2 separate regions of the Mus musculus genome follow, and region 2 is linked to region 1. The links are chromatin contacts, called in public promoter capture Hi-C maps. All regions are on one chromosome and are shown on one strand. Each heading gives the region's core, a stretch centred on a gene start, on an enhancer-like site or on the middle of the called end of the contact. The rest is flanking DNA. Distances are from core to core; before and after follow the strand shown.

The links. Promoter capture Hi-C pulls out the DNA fragments that hold promoters and counts their contacts.
Region 2: a promoter capture Hi-C map of hippocampal neurons shows a contact between it and region 1, with 1.7 times the contacts expected there. The contact joins the enhancer-like site here to the promoter of Copg2 in region 1. A contact is called at or near these places in 5 of 39 promoter capture datasets (the 3T3-L1 cell line, 3T3-L1-derived adipocytes, cranial neural crest and 1 more), 1 of 15 datasets of contacts at CTCF or cohesin (the NIH/3T3 cell line), 9 of 484 Hi-C or Micro-C datasets (cerebral cortex, cortical neurons, cumulus cells and 4 more), 2 of 115 datasets of contacts at active chromatin or transcription factors (embryonic stem cells and fibro-adipogenic progenitors) and 3 of 9 other capture datasets (adipose tissue, liver and pancreatic islet).

What each region holds. Positions count from the first base shown.
Region 1 is chr6:30,895,118-30,898,271 of GRCm38.p6, forward strand. It overlaps Copg2 (coatomer protein complex, subunit gamma 2), which reads right to left and starts at 1,677. Exons shown (of 24, transcript NM_017478.3): 1 at 1,544-1,677; 2 at 425-477. The coding sequence starts at 1,580. It overlaps Tsga13 (testis specific gene A13), which reads right to left. Exons shown (of 8, transcript NM_054073.2): 8 at 1,864-2,126. The coding sequence ends at 1,957.
Region 2 is chr6:30,981,168-30,984,321 of GRCm38.p6, forward strand. No RefSeq gene overlaps it. Among named protein-coding and RNA genes, the nearest start is that of Klf14, 24 kb to the left of the region's middle. Within about 2 kb of position 1,629, at least 29 of the 459 cell types and tissues checked have an H3K27ac peak or open chromatin away from gene starts, as enhancers often do. A contact at or near this core is called in cortical neurons and hippocampal neurons, where this site is marked.

The sequences.
Region 1 (3,154 bases), core at 427-2,926:
CCTTTAGGTTGACAACTTCAACTTTAAAGACTTGACCAGAGTCTCTGTCTACATATGAATGCCTCGAGTTTAATATCTGTAAGCTCTTCTAATAACCTTGCACTTACCACTCCTGACATGTCATTAAAATCCCCCAGCACACGACAGAGTCTATATGTCTGTACGTTTCTATAGTCCCAGCCTCTCCCTTGTCCTCTACTCCACAATCTCTGCACTGCTACACTCCGTTGTCACTTTTAATATAGAAATAAAAAAGGGATTTCTAGTTTTGATCAAATGTGGGGGAAGACCGATATTCAGACTGTCAGGTGGGTCTACGGTCCTTCACTGTTTTTTTGGCTGTCCTGACTTTTGTACTTCCTAGGTTCTTTGCCCATTATTCTCAAACAGAATTGATAAGGCACTGTACACATCCAAGCCATACCTCCTGCAAGACAGCACTCTTCTCCAAATGCTGGAAAGGATTGGAACCACTACCTATAGTATAAGAAAAAGAGAAGGTCTTCAATAGCTGGACTACAAAGACTTTTCTAAAGGAGGATATTGCATGCTTGGAAATCTCACCTAAACAGAATGATCCCTTGGAAGTCACAAGGACAACTATTACTAATATGCAAAGAAGTTGGATGAAGTAATTTTGATTCTGGTTCAAATTCTGTCATTGCCATACTGAGATATCTTGGACTTCTCCTGATATAGGAACCCTATCCAAAATGAGTGCCTTCATTCCCTGCTTCCCCCTCCCCCATCCCATGGATGTTAACAAATGTGTCGGTTTCCACCACCACCAAGAGTAATGAGATGACAGGACACTATGGATTTCCCTAAAAGCAAGCCCTATTTTATGTGTTTCACACATTTACTGAAGCAGAAAGGAACAGTTTCGCAGAGAGTCACAGATGTAAAGGCCATGCAGGATGAGGCCATGAAGGTCCACTAACCCAACCTTCCACCACACTTGTGAGAGCAGCTACCACTGAAGAGCTGAAGATTTTTTTTTTTTTTTTTGAAGAGGCTTGGCATCTTCCCCACTTGCACTGCACCACAGACAGGTATCAACACGCAAGTCACTTCTGGATGCCTGAGCATTCAATGAGCTGTGTCCCACCGGGCAGTCTTAACCCCTGGGAACAGGAGAATCAAGGCCCTTCAGAGTCCATAAACACGCAACCCTGGCCCGGTCGACCCCAGCTCCCAAAACAGGGGGTGCTCGCCCTGGGGCCTAACCCCACCAGCAACCCCAGGGTACCGAGACTTGCGCGCGCACCTCCTCGCCCCCCGACAGGGCCCCACGGAGGGCCGGCTCGGAGGGGCTCGATCGGGGGGCGGGCGCGGGGGGCGGGGACGCGCCGGGGCGGAGCCGCCGAGCGCTCGAGGCGACTCCCGGCCAGGAGCGCGCGGCCCGAGGGGAGGCCCCGGCGCCGGGGGAGGGGCTTCGGGCAGACCCCGCCGCTGCGGCCGCCCCCCAGAGCAGGTGGCTGCGGGCGAGGGAAGGGGGGAAACCCTTGCGCCTGAGAGTGGGCGTCCGGAGCGCCGCGCGTACCAGACTCCTCGTCCTTCTTGTCGAATTTTTTAATCATCTTGGACGGCTTCCCAGCGCCCAGACCCACCGCAACCGTCCCAGGCGCCGCAGCCGGCGAGCGGAAGACGCTGCAGGAAGGCAGGCCCTGGGTTCTCGCACCGGTTGGGCCGGCGGGCCGTCACTCGGGGCCAAGGCCCGCCCCCCTCGGGCCTCCGCGGCCGCCCTTGCCCCCTAGGGACGCAGGCACGCCCCCTGCTCCGCCCACTGCCGCACGGGGGCGTGGCCAGAATCTGCCCGGAGGCTCACCACGCCCCGCTTCACAAACTCTGCAAGCCAGGTCTGAGACAACAAACAGGGAACTTTATTTGGTTAGTGACTTCTCCAGGCCCCCTCAGTTCTTGGAGAGTGAGGAGTGGGGCTTTAAGTCTTTGTCTTCACCAAATGACAGCCGCATCTTTGACAATCCACTGCTGGGCCCTTCCATGGCGAAAGAAGCTCTCCCCTGGCACACTTCTTGTAGGCTTCTCTTCTAGGAGCTTTGAAAATGTCAGGGGTTCCCAAAATACTTGCGAAGTTGGTGTTTCACTCTCTGACTTCATGGAAACTACGACAAAGCATAGGACACGTTGAATGTGCGACTCTGAGAGCACTAGAAGCGTACTAAAAGGAAGGCGTGATGTGATCCATTTGAGGAGACCGAAAAGCTGGTCTTAATTTAACTTTCCAAGAGGGTAGATTTGGGGACTGCCATTCCCAACTTCTTATGATTCCTTCTTCACCCAAACCAGTGTAGTTTTCTTGGCTTTCACCATTTTCAAATGATTCAATCTGCATAACACTCAAGTAATTTAAGGGATACTCATGTGTCTCAGTGCTTTTCCAAATGTTTTCTCTTTTTTTTTTTTTTTTTTTGTCCTCGTCTCAGAGTATGAAAAACACGCTTTTAATGCCTTGGGCATCGAAGACATCACATTTCTAGAAGGTCTTTCCAGCTTCACCTGTTCTTAGGGCGTTGACTACTTTAAGATCTTAATGACAGTCCTTCCTCCGTTGAGGGCGTGGTTTGCCTCTTGGGCAACCTTCTAACCAAACTTGACAACTTCTACTCAGATCTCTCTCTCTCTCTCTCTCTCTCTCTCTCCCTCTCTCTCTCTCTCTCTCTCTCTCTCTCTCACACACACACACACACACACACACACACACACAAATGATAGGGCATCATTTGGGGGACAGAGATGTTAGCTTAGAAATGGCACCACTAGTAAAACACCCTGGCAGCTTTGTTATTGTTGAGGAAATGCACCATAACTGTCTGTTCATTTTAGGTACAAAAGTAAAGCACTCATATTTGGAGAGGGCATATGTAGTCGCCATAAATGACACTAGAGCTGAAGGCTGACATATTACTTTATACATGAAGATCTATCTCATCCTGACAGGGCTTAGAAAAGGTCCTACCTAGATTATGCTACATACCCTTAAGAAAAATTTCAAACTGGGCATGATAGCACACACGCTTTTAATCCCAGAAGGCAGATCTCTGAGTTCAAGACCAGCCTGGTCTACACAGCAAATTCCAGAACAGCCAGGGCTATACAGAGAAACCTTGTCTTGAAAAAACAAAAAGAAAAA
Region 2 (3,154 bases), core at 379-2,878, 86 kb after region 1:
ACTCCTTATCCCAGCTAATATAGCTAATAAAGGTGAGACAGAGAAGAAAAGCACAGGGAAAGCACACTTGAAAATCACAGTTTGTGGCTAAGAAACTGGATGTGGTCAAGGATGGTTTCTCCAAATCGAACATTAGTGGAGACGTGAGCTTATTTTGTGTCCTAAACTACAGGTTATATACCCAAATCAGCTGCCCCTTATATTCCTCTTGGCAGGTATTTCTGTAAAATGCTGCGTTACTAGCAGAAGGAGCCTTGCCTGGTGCTGGAATCAGAGTCCAGGAACCTGCACATTTCCCAAGAGTGGGATGTCTCATGTCACATTTGCGTGAGGATGACACATCTTTCAAGGGGATCAAACACTCCGTGAGCATGCAGTGCCTTTCTCTCACAAGATAATAACAGCCCACACCTAGTGCTCACCCGCTGCCAGCATGATGTCTTAGGCATTTCCTACGTCATCTGTGCAGTAAGATTCTGAGTAACAGTGACTATTTTGAGTGTTTACAATGTAGCATTCACTTAATGTTCTTTGTATCAGGTCTTCTTTAACCCTCTCCAGATTCCTATGCAAGAGGTCTCATTGTAGCCTGGAGTGGTGGCGCAAGCCTTTAATCTCAGCACTGGGAGGCAGAGGCAGGCAGATTTCTGAGTTCGAGGCCAGCCTGGTCTACAGAGTGAGTTCCAGTACCTACACAGAGAAACCCTGTCTCGAATAAACAAACAAACAAAAAAACAAAACAAAACAAAAAAGAAGTCTCATTGTTTCAGATAGGGAACAGGAAGCCTGGAGGAGTTGGGCACTGATCAAGTCAGAAAGATCAGTAAGTTGGGGAGTGGGAATTTGGACTTGGTAGCTATTGGGGTGGGGCAGGCTAGTGATGGAGACTTACTGGTTGTTTCTAGACTCCATGGGTCCCAGCTTTTATAATAGCAGAGCCACATCTACGAGACTCCTGTTTTAGGTATCAGACAGTTCCGCTTACATCTTTTTCTAAAGCAATTGCTTCTCCTGTGAGTGGACTTGTCTGTCTGTCTCCTGTCATCAGCAAGGGCTGATCAGTCTTCAAATCGCATGCATCCCTGTGAAACAGGCTGCCGTTTTAACTCTTAAAACAGGGGACCATGTTTTAAGTGAATCAGAAGAACATTCCATTGCGACTCGTGTTGAAACCATCAATAAAATCACAAGAAGGTTTTTATAACCATCACATCATTTTTTGTGTTTTGTAAATCTGGAACTCTGCCGTGTTGGATTTTCTTGGGAGAGGCACATGATTTGAAAGGGAACCTTAACCTTTTAATTCAACGTAGCAAGTGTTTTTACACTTCTAGGGATTCAAGCTGACTGGTGAATGAACGAGAAATGCGCTTTAGACACAGAGTTGCTTTCGTGCGGTAGCAAAACACAGGATCTAATTTGAGACTCTGTAAAACTGCTTTTTAAGGATCTGGCGGAAAAGGATGTCACAGGTACAAAGTACATAGTGTCCAGAGCTAAGATAAAGAGAAGCTATCTCATCTTGGAATCGACATTTTATTGTTGGGAAGGGTTTACATTCATTTCCCCTTCGAGACGACTTGATAATCTTTGTGGAAGCTTTTTCTGTTGAAAACGGAAAAAAGAAAAAGCTTTTTTTTTTTTTTTTTCCTTTGCGTCAAGCTCCTGGCGCTGTCTTAGTGGCAAAATGGTGCTCTCTAGTGGCAGAAGAAGGAGTTACTTTTTTTTTTTTTTTTTTTTTTTTTACTTTCTCAGTTTAGTCAAGAAATCTTTTTTTTTTTCATTAATTAATTTACTCATTTATTTTACATCCCGATCGCAGTTCCCCTCCCTTCTCTCCTCCCAGACACACCCTCACACACCCCTCACCCCACTACCCTCCCCTCTTCTCTAAGGAGAAGGAGAACCCCCCCCTTTAGGTACCACCCCTCCCTGGGACATCAAGTCCTTCTCCCATTGAGGTCCAGCAAGGCAGACCAGCTAGGGGAAGGTGATCCAATGGCAGCAACAGAGTCAGAGATTCCCAGCCCCCACCCTGAACTTTTAGGGGACCCACATGAAGACCAAGCTGCATCTGCTTTAAACGTGTAGGGGGCTTAGCTCCAGCCCCCGCATGCTCTTTGGTTGGTGGTTCAGTCCCTGTGAGATCCCACGGGCTGAGTGAGGTTAGTTGACCCTGTAGGTCTTCTTGTGGTATCCTTGACCCCTCCGGTCTCTCAGTCCTTCCCTGAACTCTTCTACAAGACTCCCCCAACTTTGCCTGATGTTTGGCTGTGGGTCTCTGCATCTGTTTCCATTCACTGTTGGATGAAACCTCTCAGGAGACAGTTATGCTAGGATCTTGACTGCAAGCATAGCTGAGTATCATTCATAGTGTCAGGGGTTGGCTCTCTCCTGTGGGATGGGGCTCAGGTTGGGCCAGTCATTGGTTGGCCTTTTCCTCAGTCTCGGCTCCATCTTTCTGAGCCTGAGCGCCGGCTGTGTATGAGTGTTTTTGTATGAAGGATGTCCTGACAACCGATAGCTTCTTATGAAGAGCTCACATGGCTGGACTAGACAACGATGAATATCTGCGGGGCCTTCTATCTGCAATGTCACAGTAGTGAGAACAAGAGAATTCTAGCCAGATCTGGAGACATGTGGCAAAAGAATATGTCGGTTTTTTAAAAAGAAAAATGTTGATTGGCTTTTCTTCTATTTAATATAATTACATGTTTATTGTAGGAAATTTTAGGAAATACAATTGAGGTTTTAAAAATTATTCCCCAGTTCCATCACCCAGAGACAATCAATTGGATGTGCATAATTTAACTTTTAACAAAATGTTGCTTATGCTTCATAATTTCATTAAATCACTCAATAGATTTTTGAGATGTTTCCTGTTACTAAATACACGAACATGACATGATTACACCTTTTAAAAATAGCAATTAGTTCATGGTTAAAATTGGTATTTAGTTAGTGAGAAAGAGATTTCTTTGGGAGAAAGTTTATATCATTGTAACAGTAAATTGAGTCTTCTTTTAAGACTATGGTCGGTCATTTAACTCTGTGTTGCCAAAGTCAATGTTACCATTTTTATCATAAGCATCTACACCATGATTTGAAAGTTTATTTCTTTTACTTTGATTTTTTTTTTATTTTTTAAAGTTAA